Linked DNA regions of Oryctolagus cuniculus: region 1 is linked to region 2. The links are chromatin contacts, called in public Hi-C maps. All regions are on one chromosome and are shown on one strand. The core of a region is the stretch at or near the end of the contact, and the rest is flanking DNA. Distances in the headings are between cores, read along the strand shown.

Evidence for each region. Hi-C and Micro-C count contacts between places; a contact is called where the count stands out from the background.
Region 1: a Hi-C map of embryonic fibroblasts shows a contact between it and region 2, with 3 times the contacts expected there. The contact joins the enhancer-like site here to the promoter of RPS14 in region 2. A contact is called at or near these places in 4 of 6 Hi-C or Micro-C datasets (ear pinna, embryonic fibroblasts, psoas muscle and 1 more).

The regions. Positions count from the first base shown.
Region 1 is chr6:37,788,973-37,795,499 of mOryCun1.1, reverse strand. It overlaps NDST1 (N-deacetylase and N-sulfotransferase 1), which reads right to left. Exons shown (of 15, transcript XM_051843523.2): 9 at 5,674-5,770; 10 at 4,121-4,262; 11 at 1,620-1,794. Among named protein-coding and RNA genes, the nearest start is that of SYNPO, 49 kb to the left of the region's middle. Within about 2 kb of position 3,984, at least 1 of the 8 cell types and tissues checked has an H3K27ac peak or open chromatin away from gene starts, as enhancers often do.
Region 2 is chr6:37,712,008-37,718,223 of mOryCun1.1, reverse strand. It overlaps RPS14 (ribosomal protein S14), which reads left to right and starts at 4,777. Exons shown (of 5, transcript XM_002710308.4): 1 at 4,777-4,911. It overlaps NDST1 (N-deacetylase and N-sulfotransferase 1), which reads right to left and starts at 4,566. Exons shown (of 15, transcript XM_051843523.2): 1 at 4,431-4,566.

The sequences.
Region 1 (6,527 bases), core at 2,735-5,234, 78 kb before region 2:
CTCTGCTGCTCTGCCTTTCAAATAAATAAACATAAGAAAAAAACCCCACCAAAATGCCACATAACAAAACTTAATGAAACCATCGGTGAGAAAGGGGGATGGACCCCCCCACACACACCCCTCTGCCCCCTAGCCAGCTGCTCTGAGGCTCCAGCGAGGTGGCACGTGTGGAGCCCTGCCACTATGTTGAACACAGGCTGGCTCAACCCATGGAGGTTCCCTCTACCCCTGCATTTATCACTCCCTGCCACGAGGCAGCCAGAGCAGAGAACCGGGACCTGGCACAGCAGAAAAGAAAAAAGGGCTACGAGTGTTTCTGGGGTTTTATTCCCCAAAAGACAACGCCCATAAGAAAGGCAGATCTCAGGGCCGGAGCTGTGGCGCAGTGGGTTAAAACCCTGGCCTGCAGTGCTGGCATCCCATATGGGCACCGGGTCGAGTCCCAGCTGCTCCACTTGAATCTAGCTCCCTGATAACATGCATGGGAAAGCAGTGGAAGATGGACCAAGTCCTTGGGCCCCTGCACCCACGTGGGAGATTTGGAAGAAGCTCCTGGCTCCTGGCTTTGGATTTGGCGCAGCTCCGGCTGATGTGGCCAGTTGGGGAGTGAACCAGCGGATGGAAGACCTCTCTCTCTGTCTCTACCTCTCTCTGTAACTCTGTCTTTCAAATAGATAAATAAATCTTTAAAAAAAAAAAAAAAAAGGCAGAGCTCAGGGCATAAACAAAATTTCTAGAGAACAAGAGGAAGAGAGGGCGCCCCACTTGGCTCAGGGAGAGATGGGATGATCGGACAGAGAGCTGTGGGGCCAGCAGCAAAGACGGCCTGCACTTGCTTCCTGCCGGGGACCCCAGAGGGGGACTAGACACCACAGTCCCCAAAGGAACAGGGTGGCAAGATGCTCCCAAAGGTGACTCAAGAGGCTGTCCTGGCCAGGAGAATGGACACTTCCCAGGAAAGCACAGGCTACACCCAGGTCTTCCCACCCCCAGAAGACAGCTGGTGCTGAGTTGATCAGGACAGCAGTCTCGTCCTCTGCCCGCCAGGGCCCCACCTGGGAATCACTGCATGTACTCAGCAGTGGCACAGCCCAGGAAGACTGGTGGCAGGGAAGGGACTCCCCTCGCTCACAAGCTTTCCTACAGGCCCAGGGGACTGGCACTCAGGTCTGGGGAGTTGAGACAGTTCTTTTCTTAAACACTTCCCGCAGGGACTGGGATGCATGCCCTCTTTGCACCTCTGTGATGTGTCACAGGGCAGGGGCTGCCTGGCCTGAGTGGACGACAGGGCCTGGGCCTTGCCCTTCTCTGAGTTCCAGCTCCCCCTATCCCAGTGTCCAGTGAGGAAGCTACAGTCACTGTCCATCAGATCCAGGCTTCCTCCAGCCTGAGTCCACCTCCATTTCTTATTGGGGTCAGAATCAGAGGGAGGACCCCACAAGACACCAGACGAGTGGGCATCAATTTCTGACTGTCTCCTCTACCAGGCCAGCTGGCTCCACCTGCCAGCTCACAGCAGGTGCCTCGCTCAGGGCTGTACACGGAAGGTGCTTAGCAAGCAACTGTGGCAGACATGGCCTGCACCTTCCACTCAGGGACTTCCGCCCCACCCCGCTCACCTGGTACCAGGAATAGGCCCGGTCTGCCGGGTTGATGAGGATGGTCAGGATCTTGGCCTTGGGCAATAGGGCGGCCGCCCGCCGGGGCGCCACTTCGGAATCGAAGTAGTTGGCGCTCTTCTCAAAGTAGAAGTCGGAGGTGGTGTTGGAAGGGATGGGGAAGAACTCCATGTACCTGCAGGATACCCAGGCAAGACCATGAGGAAGGAATATGGGGGGGGGGGGGGCTAGCATGAGGAGGTGAGGGTCGCCGGCTGGGACTTCCTCTGAGAACAGGTGGGGCCTAAGGACTGCTGTTGGCATGGCCGCTTGGCAGCCTCTCTGCTCTGTTGCCTTCCCAGGGGAGCCGTGGGGCCAGGAGGACCTGGAGACCCTGCAGGTTGCAGGGCATGGGGATGGAGAATGGAATTCCCTCCTAAATGCCAGGATCTGCCCATAGGATGCTCCCACTGCTCAACTGACAAGGCGCTACCTCTCTTCGCCTCTAGGGGGCGAGCTTGGGCTCAAAGCAGAACCACCTCAGGACCACAGACCGCTGGCAGAGGGCAGTTTCCTTCCTGACCTTTGGTGGCTGTCACTTTGGACCAGGGGCAAGGGAGCAGCACTCACCTCCTACCACTCACCCTCTCCCCAGGCTGCCATGGGTGAGCACAGCTCTCAAGATTGATGTCTCAAAAAAAAAACAAAACCAAAAACAACTCATGCCTCACCTACCACCTCTGGGTTCAGGGCCCCTGGGAAGAATAAATGATCACGCCAGGGGCCGGCGCTGTGAGGTAGTAGGTAAACTGCCACCTGCAGTGCCAACATCCCATATGGGGGCCGGTTCAAGTCCTGGCTGCTCCACTTCCAATCCAGCTCTCTGCTGTGGCCTAGGAAGGCAGTAGAAGATGGCCCAAGTCCTTGGGCCCCTGCACCCGCGTGGGAGACCCCGAAGAAGCTCCTGGCTTCAGATTGGCCCAGCTCCAGCAGTTGCGGCCATCTGGGAAGTAAACCAGTGGATGGAAAACCTCTCTCTTTCTCTCTCTGCTTCTACTTCTCTCTGTGTAACTTTGACTTTCAAGTAAATAAATAAAAACCTTAAAAAAAAAAAAAAAAAAAAAAAAAAAAGATCGCTCCAGGCCTCCTAACAGCACTGACTGGTGCAAAATCAGAGCATGACTTGGGGTGGGTGGGAGGTAAAGCCCATCCTAATTAAAAGACGAGGGTTCGAGGGTTTCTCTAGGGTGGTCCTGAAGACTCCCCAACCAGAAACACCTGGGGTGCGTGCGACACCGGCATTCCACAGGGGCACCAGTTGGAGTCCTGGCTGCTCCATTTCTGATCTAGCTCCTGGCTGATGCTCCTATCTCCTGGCTCCTGGCTCCAGCCTGGCACAGTGCTGGCCATCTAGGGAGTGAACCAATGGATGGAAGATCCCTGTCTCTTCCTCTCTCTGTCACTCTGCCTTTCAGACAAATCTATCAATCCTGAAGGCAGGCAAGCAAGCAACACCTGGGACCTGTTGGATTCTTGCATTCTACCTTACACCCACCTACAAAACCAGAATCCGGGCAATGCGGCCAAGCAGTCGTGTTCTCTCTCACCTTCCTGAACTTTCTCTGCCCACAATGCTTTGTAAAATCTAAACTGAGAAAGCTCTGAAAACAGATGCTTTGTGCAAATCCTGAGGTACTAACCTTCCTTCCTGGAAACACTCGCCTACTTGGTTACAGACATGTTAATGTACTTGCTAATAGGGTGCTGCCCAGGCCCTGCCGAAGATATTGCGTAAGCAGACAGCTTTGCACACATTACCTTTCTACAATCTGATCAATGCTGACTTCCAAGAATACACGTGGCCACAGTGGGTTTTAGATAAGAGATAGCAGACATAGATACATGGACAGGTACACAAAGCCAGACAGACAGACGAACACAGAAGTGACAGATAAGATACCAGCCAGGTACTCTGTTGACAGTAACATAGCAACAGTAATACACATACAAGATTTAAAAAGGCAAGTGGGGGAGAAGATGCAAATTGAAAACTGGGAGAGAAAAAGCCATTCCACTCTCCCTCAACACAGCCTCTGCATACAGGTCCAGGTGGGAAGCAGGTGACATCCTGCAGGCCACGGAGTTGCCTCTGAGGGGGCCCAGAACACCTTCTGCTCCACGTCAGCCAGCTCCTCCGGCAGAACATCCAGGGCTTGGCCCCTGCCCTGTCCCCAGCAGACCTTGGGAACTTGGACGTGCCCCCTCCCCCCCAACCAGGACTCAGCCTGCTTCTGTGCAAGCAAGGGAGGGGCTGGCCATGGGTGGATGACGCACAGAGCCTCATTGGCGTCCTGTCTGTGAGGCTCTCACACGACTCCAGGGTCACCATGCCGTGTCCCTGTTTACAGGAACTTCAGCTGCGTGTGAGCAGGCGCCAGCTGCTTCCTGCTGTGGCCACGGCAGAGCTCCCCAGAGGCCCCGCGACGGCCTTGGCGTGCTGCAGGACAGATGCGCCCACTCACCAGTCGATGCCTTTATGATAGTTGTGGCCGTTAAAAAACTGGATCTCCTCAAAGGTCTCCGAGCTCGGGTAGTTGCTGCTGAGGTCGGGGTGCATGCCCAGGAACAGGTAGAGGGCCGTGGTGCCTGCGGGCAGCGGGGCAGCTGAGAGCCAGGGCCCAGCCCCCCACAGATGGAGTCTGAGTTCTGACCCTGGTTCTCCCTTACCCACTGGGAGGTCCTGGGCAAATCCCTTCCCTTCTTTGGGCCTTAGTTTGCTTATCTGTACAATGAAGAAATTATACTAAATTCAGGATGGCCAATCTATGGCATGTGTGTGGACATTCCAACTGCTGTGCCCCTTGCAGACATCGCTAATCCATCAAAGCACTCTTCATGCTCAACAAGGATGTGGTCTCAGAATCCTTCTCACCACAGTACTCCAGTGGCACATCCAATTGCCTGCTGTCTCCCCAGAAGCCCAGATCAGGGTGCTCTCTGCTGCCGTCACCAGCTCTGGACTTTCCTCTCTGGCCCTGGGAGGAGCTCAGGTTCTCCAGCTCTGAGGCTGTAAAATTCTTGAAGAGCCAAGGAATCCAGCTCCTGGGTACGGTCTCCGGGTCACCTCCTGCTATGCCTCTTCCCTTTCCTCTCCTGGAGAGCTGGCTCACTCGTGCCCTGTGGTGTGCATCTGTTGTTATATGCTGCAGTGAGAAGGCCCCAAGAGAAAGGGCTGCAGCATGGTGACTAGGAGTATAAGCTCGGGGCCAGTGCTGTGGCACAGTGGGTTAAAGCCCCAGCATGCAGCGTCGGCATCCCATATGGGCACCGGTTCGAGTCCTGGCTGCTCCATTTCCTATCCAGCTCTCTGCAAATGCACCTGGGAATGCAGCAGAGGATGGCCCAAGTCCTTGGGCCCCTGCACCCGTGTGTGAGCCCTGGAAGAAGCTCCTGACTCCCAGTTTCAGATAGGAGCCAAGCCCTTTGGGGAATGAACCAGCAGATGGAGGACCTCTCTCCCTGTCTCTCTTTCTTTCAAATAAATAAAATAAATCTAAAAAAAAAAAAAAAAAAGAGCATAACCTGCAGAGGTCTCGGACTCCAGAGCCCATGATCTGGAAGTGCTTTTCCTGAGTGTGTTCTCTGACCCCTGAGTTTCTTCTCTGTGAAACAGGAACACCCGTCTGTACCTTACAGGGTCATGTGGGTGGCCAATGATCAGCACCACTGGCAGACATGACTAATTGATCACCATCCTCTTTGCACAAAAACAATTCTGCCTGGCTCAAACTTGCAGAGAAACTGATCTGGGCTTCCTTCCCTGCTTAGATCCAGAGACTCCTGAGAGGCTACTGGGAGAGCTTTGTGAGGCTGCAATCAGAACAAACAGGGAAAGTCCACGGCCCATCCTTCACGCCTCCCCGCCCCCATACACACAGGCAATTTGTGTTCCCCCAACCTCACTCCTGCTCCCTGGGAGAGGGCCCGAGATCCCTGGGCAGTGGGAGCAAGGTGGTCCCCAAAGTCCCGGGGCTGCAGCAGCAGGCAGCAGGGGCCTGGTCAGGGGGAGACCTGCCTGTTTTCTGGGGGCCGATGATGAGTAGCTTGGGGAAGCGGTCACATGTCTTCTCCTTGGACCAGATGTCCTTGTGGCGTTTGTCCTCGCAGGGGTCCTAGAACAAAAGGGGAAGCATGTGAGGGTGGTGGGGTACAGACCCAACCAGCGGCCCTCACAGCCCTGCTAGAGGTGTAACACCTACACGTGTCCTTGTCATATCCCCACCTCAGCCCCAGAGCTGCTGACAGGCAAGGGCAGCTTCCGGCTGGTTCTGCGACCCCCACAGAGCCTGGCAAAATGCCCAACTGTAAGCTTGGCACTCGACAGAACTGAAACACACTTGCTGAATTTAACTGGATGAGTTGTGTCGGAACCAGGGGTCAGGAACAGCTTCTTACAGTTTGGAGATCTTAGGTAAGTATTTTAGACTGTGAGTACGTCCTGATTTCTACTGCAACCCTCCACTCTGCTGTTGCAGCACAGAAGCAACGCTAGACACACATAACAGTGAGCATGGCTGTGTGCCAATAAAACTTTATTGACAAAAACAGACCACAGGCTGGGTCTGGCCTGTGGTGTAGGCTGAACTATGGGACTGCCACCAATTCCAACTTCTGCTTCCAGCTGTTAACAGTTCTGGGGCACATTCTCCCAAGAACTGTCCCCAACCCCTCCTATCCATCCCTTTTTCAAGGCTGTGTCCCTGCTGCAGTTAAAAGGCGCACAGGACTCTACCCAGACTCTGACTGAAGCAAAGCAGTGCTTGCCACCTCTCCTCCACACTGTGCTCACTCTGTTAACTCTATCTCCCGGGCTGTGTACAAGTGCACACACACACGTGCACACAGTAGTGAGCATGCCCCGCTGCTGAG
Region 2 (6,216 bases), core at 3,528-6,027:
CAATCTGAAGCCAGGAGCCCGGAGCTGCTTCTGGGTCTCCCAAGTGCTGCAGGGGCCCAAGCATTTGGGACATCTTCCCCTGCTTTCCCAGGCCATAGCAGAGAGCTGGATCAGAAGTAGGACTCAAATGGACTCCCATATGGAATGCTGGCGCCACAGGAAGATACTTAACCTACTATGCCACAACGCCGGCCCTTTGGGGTATGCTTTGAAAATGTATTTATTCATATGAAATGTAGAGGGAGAGAGAAAGGTTTTCCAACTATTGAATCATTCCCCAAATGGCCACAACAGCCGGGGCTGAACCAGGCTGGAGCCAGGAGCCAGGAATTCCACCCAGGTCTCCCATGTGAGTGGCAGGGGCCTAAGTACTTGGGCCATAACGTGCTGTCTCCGGGCTCATTAGCAGGGAACTGGACTGGAAGCAGAGTAGCAAGGACTGAAACTGGCGCTTTCATATGGGAAAGCAGCAGCAGATGATCCAAGTACTTGGACCTAAGCCATTTATGCGAGAGAGAGAAAGAGATCTTCCATTGGCCAATTCTCTCCTCAAATGGCTGCAGCAGAGGGGACTGGGTCAGGTCAAAGCCAGGAGCCAGTAATGCATCTGAGTCTCGCACGCGGGTAGCAGGGGCTCAAACACTTGGGCCATTACCCCCTGCTTTCCCAGGCACACTAGTGGGGAGGTGGATCGGAGGTGAAACAGTCAGGACTCAAACCGGTGCTCTGATCTGGGATGCCAATTTCACATGTGGCAGCTTAAAATGCTGTGCCCATGGGGCCGGCACTGGGGTGCAGCAGGTTAAAGCCCCGGCCTGCAGCACCAGCATCCCATATGGGCACTGGTTCTAGTCCTGGCTACTCCTCTTTTTCTGATCTAGCTCTTTGCTATGGCCTGGGAGAGCAGCAGAAGATGGCTAAAGTCCTTGGGCCCCTGCACCCACATGGGAGACCCAGGAGAAGCTCCTGGCTCCTGGCTTCAGATCGGCACAGCTTGGGCCGTTGCAGCCATCTGGGGAGTGAACCAGCAGATGAAAGACTTCTCTCTCTCTCTCTACCTCTCTCTGTAACTCTGTCTTTCAAATAAATAAAATAAATCTTTAGAAAAAAATGCAGTGCCCTGGAGCTGGTGCTGTGCTGCAGCGGGTAAAGCTACCTACTGTGGTACTGGCATCCCATATGGGCACCAGTCTGAGACCCAGCTGCTCTTCTTCTGATCCAGCTCTCTGCTATGGCCTGGAAAACTATCAGAGGATGACCCAGGTCCTTGGGCCCCTGCACCCACGTGGCTCCTGGCTCTGGATGGGCCAGGCTCTGGATGGGCCAGGCTCTGGATGGGCTCCGGCCGTTGCAGCCATTTGAGGAGTGAACCAGCGGATGAAGCACCTCTCTCTCTCTCTCTCTCTCTCTCTCTCTCTCTCTGTCTCTTTCTGCAACACTGCCTTTCAAATAAATAAATAAATAAATCCTTAGGTGCCGGCACTGTGACATAGCAGGTAAGCCTGTCGCCTTCAGTACCGGCATCCCATATGGGTGCTGGTTCGAGTCCTAGCTGTTCTACTTTTGATCCAGCTCTCTGCTATGGCCTGGGAAAGCAGTAGAAGATGGCCCAAGTCCTTGGGCCCCTGTACCTGCGTGGGAGATCTGGAGGAAGCTCCTGACACCTAGCTTCGGATAAGCACAGCTCCAGCTGTTGCAGTCAACGGGGAAGTGAACTACCAGATGGAAGACCTCTCTCTTTCTCCCTCTGTCTCTCTCTCTCTCTCTGCCTCTCTTTCTGTGTGTAACTCTGAATTTCAAATAAATAAATGTTTAAAAAAATCTTTAAAAAAGAGAGAGAATCCTGAAAAAAAGACACCAACAGTGTTTAATCCCTCATCTGTCCCTCTTGAAAAAAAAAATGCTGTGCCACAATGCCAGTCTCTGCATTTAATTTTTTTTTTTAAGATTTATTTATTTATTTGAAGGGCAGGGTCACAGAGAGGCAGAGGCAGAAAGAGAGATCTTCCACTGCTGGTTCACTCCCCAGATGGCCGCAACAGCTGGAGCTGAGCAGATCTGAAGCCAGGAGCCAGGAGCTTCTTCCGGATCTCCCACATAGGTGCAGGGGCCCAACGACTTGGCCATCCTTCCCAGGACACAGCAGAGAGCTGGATCGGAAATGGAGCAGCTGGGACTCAAACTGGTTCCCATATGGAATACTGACACTGCAGTGCCAGCCCCTATAATAACTTTTTAAAAAAATATTTATTTTATTTGAAAGGCAGAGTTAGACACACAGAGAATCTTCCATCCACTGGTTCACTTCCCAAGTGGCTGCAATGGCTGGGATTCAGCCAAACCAAGGCCAGTAGCCAGGACCTTCTTCCAAGTCTCCCATGTGAGTGCAGGGGCCCAGGGACTTGGGCCATCCTCCATTGCTTTCCCAGGCACATTAGCAGGAATGTGGATCAGAACTGGAGCAGCCAGGACTCAAACTGGCACCCATATGGGATGCCAGCATCGCAGGTGGCAGTTTAATCCACTATGTCACAACGCCAGCCATGTAATTACTTTCATAAAGGGGAAAAAAGACACTACATCTAAAAAGTACAGTTATCGTTTAATTTCATTTTTCTATAAACTTATTAGACCAAAGCCAGGAGGCAGTAGGAATCCAAGTCTCCCACATAGGTGACAGCCACTTAAGCCATCATGGCTGCCTCCCAAGTTCTACGTTAGTCAGTAGCTAGAGTCAGAACTGAACTCAAGGACTCTGATGTGGGATGCAGGCACCTTAACCAAAAATCTAAATGCCTGCTCTCACGCCGCATTTTTCAAAATGAACTATTCCAGGTCTGGTGTTGTGGTGTAGCGGGTTAAGCCTCCGCCTGCGATGCTAGAATTCCATATGGACGCCCAGTTCGAGTCCCAGCTGCTGCACTCACAATCTAGCTCCCTGCTAATGTACCTAGGAAAACAGTGGAGGATGTCCTAACTCCTTGGGACCCTGCACCCACGCGGGAGACTTGGAAGAAGCTCCTGGCTCCTGGCTTTGGCCTGGCCCAGCTCTGGCTGTTGCGGCCATTTGGTGAGTGAACCAGCAAATGGAAGATATCCCTTTCTGTCTCTCCCTCCCTCTCTCCCTGCAACTTTGCCTTTCAAATGAATAAATAATAAATATTAAAAAACAAAACAAAACTATTCCCAGGGCTGGCATTGTGGTGTAGAGGGTTAAACCGCCACCTGCCACACTGGCATCCCACATGAATGAGTCCCAGCTGCTCCAATTCTGATCCAGCTCCCTGCCAATGGCCTGAGAAAACAGCAGAAGATGGCATGAGTATTTTGGCCCCTGCTACTCACATAGGAGACCCGAATGACACTGCTGGCTCCTGGATTCAGCCTAGTCCAGCCCTGGCTGCTGCGGTCTTTTGGGGAGATACCAGCAGACGGAAGATCTCTGTCTCTGTACTTCTTTCAAATAAATAAATAAATCTTAAAAAAAAAAAAATAGGGGCCAGTGCGGTGACTCAGTAGGTTAATCCTCTGCCTGCGGCGCTGGCATCCCATATGGGCGCTAGTTCTAGTCCTGGCTGCTCCTCTCCCAATCCAGCTCTCTGCTGTGGCCTGGGAAAGCAGCAGTAGATGGTCCAAGTCCTTGGGACCCTGCACCTGCGTGGGAGACCCGGAAGATGCTCCTGGCTTCTGGCTACGGATAGGTGCAACTCTGGCCATTGCGGCCAATTGGGGAGTGAACCAGCAGTTGGAAGACCTTTCTCTCTCTCTCTGCCTCTCACTGCTGTAACTCTACCTCTCAAATAAATAAAATCTTTTAAAAAAATAAATGTGATCATGCAGAACAGCATATAGCTTTTTGGGAATTGACCCTTCTCTGAATGACTTCAGCTCAATTTAGGTAATAGTTTTTTTCTGTTTTCTTTTGTTTTAAGATTTACTTATCTATTGAAAGAGTTACAGAGGGACTGAGCCAGGCCAAAGACAGGCGGCAGGAGCTTCCTCTGGGTTTCACACAGGGGTGTGAGGGGCCCAGGCACCTGGGCCATCTTCCTGCCTTTCCCAGGCCATCAGCAGGGACCTGCATCGAAGTGAAGCAGCCGGGACAGGAACATGGCAGGTGGCGGCTTAAGGCACTGCGCCACAGCGCTGGTCCTCATGGTCGCTGATTTATTATGCGCTGCATACATTCCATATATAGATGTTCCATATGCATATGTATATACGTATGTGCGTCTGTATCTGCAACAGATGCCCATCTCTGCTAAGTGCACGCCTCAGCTCCTCTATATTTCCATCTACTCGGGCTTTAGTGGCAGAATCCCAAATGTACCACCAATGTGTCAGCTCAGCAGCCCTTATCCGTAAACGAGAAATCAGCATCTGTTCGATAATGTGAGAATGAAAGGAAGCAACATATATAAACTGCTTACCCAGGTTAGCAGATAAGTTTTCTTATTTTGCCAAGTACACAGTAGGAGAAAGGGATACGATTAAGGCGCTTTGTTGTTGCTATTCCCCTCCGCACCACGAGGCGCGCTGCAGCGCCCAGGCTGTCAGGGTCGGAGTCACGGCGGCGGAAGTCATCTAACCGCGCCACCGCCATCTTGGGACACGGGCCCGCCTCGCCCGGAGGACGTGTCGGCTGCGTGCAGTCGCGTAGGCAAACCTGCTCGCAGCGACGCCCAGCCCTCTGCCTCCTTTCGCTGTCCCTTAAGTTAAACGTCTTTCCCTAGGGCAACCTTAATCTCTTCGGAAAACACACAGGCGGTGTCTTCCGGGAGCCGCTCTGGCTCGGTGACTCCACCTCGCCCCGTGACCCCGGAGGTACACTTCCGGGACACGGAAGTGATCCGAGGCCCCTCCCGCTCCTTCCTTCTCTTTCCGGTAGCGGAGTCCGGCGAAGACGCGCAGGTAAGAGTTCCCGGCCTGGACAATCGAGCTCCATCCTGCGGCTGGTAGGCTCGGCGGGGTTAGAGGCGCTGGGTTGGGGTGTATTTGCGGGGACCGGGCCAGATGGCGGGGGACAGACGCGCTAGCGGCCGGCCCGGAGCCCGCCCCGGCCGGGATCGATTTTGCGCCGTGTGTCGGAAGGCGGCCGGCTGATTTCAGGGAGGAGCTTATGGGGTTAGGGGGTGCGTGTGGATCCAGCCCTTTATGTCTGGGTGCGGTGCCTCTGCCTTACCCACGTTTGAGCATCCTCACAGCGTGGTGAGGGGAGCTGGGCCCCTGCGGATTTTGGAAGCTCTGGTCTGGACTCAGTTTCGTCCCGGGTACCCCATGCCCGCGCCTCTCCTCGAGTCTGTCTCCTTACCTGGTGAATGGGAATCACGGTAGCACCGATCTTGTCGTGGACCCTTGGGAATGAATTCCGTGGGGACGCCGGCACGGGGTCACGCACGCCTTCCGCATCGGGGTGACTTGTCGCCGAGTCAGGCACGTTGCGTGTTGTAGGCACTCAGGGCGAGTCTCTGGGAGGCGGAAACTGAAGGTAGGGACTGCACGTCCCCCGCCACGCGTTAATAACTCGAGAGGCTCGTTCTGGTCTCCAGTGCAGGGCGACGTTGAGGTCAGAGAAATGCCGGTTGGCATCAGCCGGTAGTTAGTCCCATGGCTGTGGTTCACGCATCCTTCATGAAAGCTACTCGGCCCTGTAGGCTTCTCCAAGTGGACCCTTGCGGCACCTTCGCCGTACTCGGGTGGTGCTGGCAATTTCTGGTCTGTGGGTGGAAGCCGCTAACGTTGTCCACCTGAGCTCAGCACTTGGTCTCAGTATTGAGTTTCTGGAATGGATCTTTTTCGATAGCCTTCCTAACAGACATGTTTCTTTGCCTTTTTGGTGCTAGTGAAAATGCAAGGATTTGGCCCTAAACTTTGGTTGTGGGAGGGTGTCGAGATAAGTTCCCCAAGAGGAGCTTTTAGGTTGGTTTTTGGAGGAGCAGGGGAGGCGTAGGAGATGAGGCTTGAGGGCTGTGCCCATGAGGAGCCCTCGGGTGCTGCACTGAGGAGCTGGTGCAGGATTCGGGCAGTGGGCTTTCTCAGGAAGCCTTCAAGACAGCCTCCCTCAGTGCAAGGACAGGCAGTGCCCTTGGCCTCCCTGTGTTTTGTGATCTTTGAGGCTTTGACTCACAACACGGGTTGTGTGTGTATGTGTCCCCCCAGTCTCATAATGCAGACTGATGGAGCCTGACCTTTGAATAGTATCCAGGGATCAGGAGA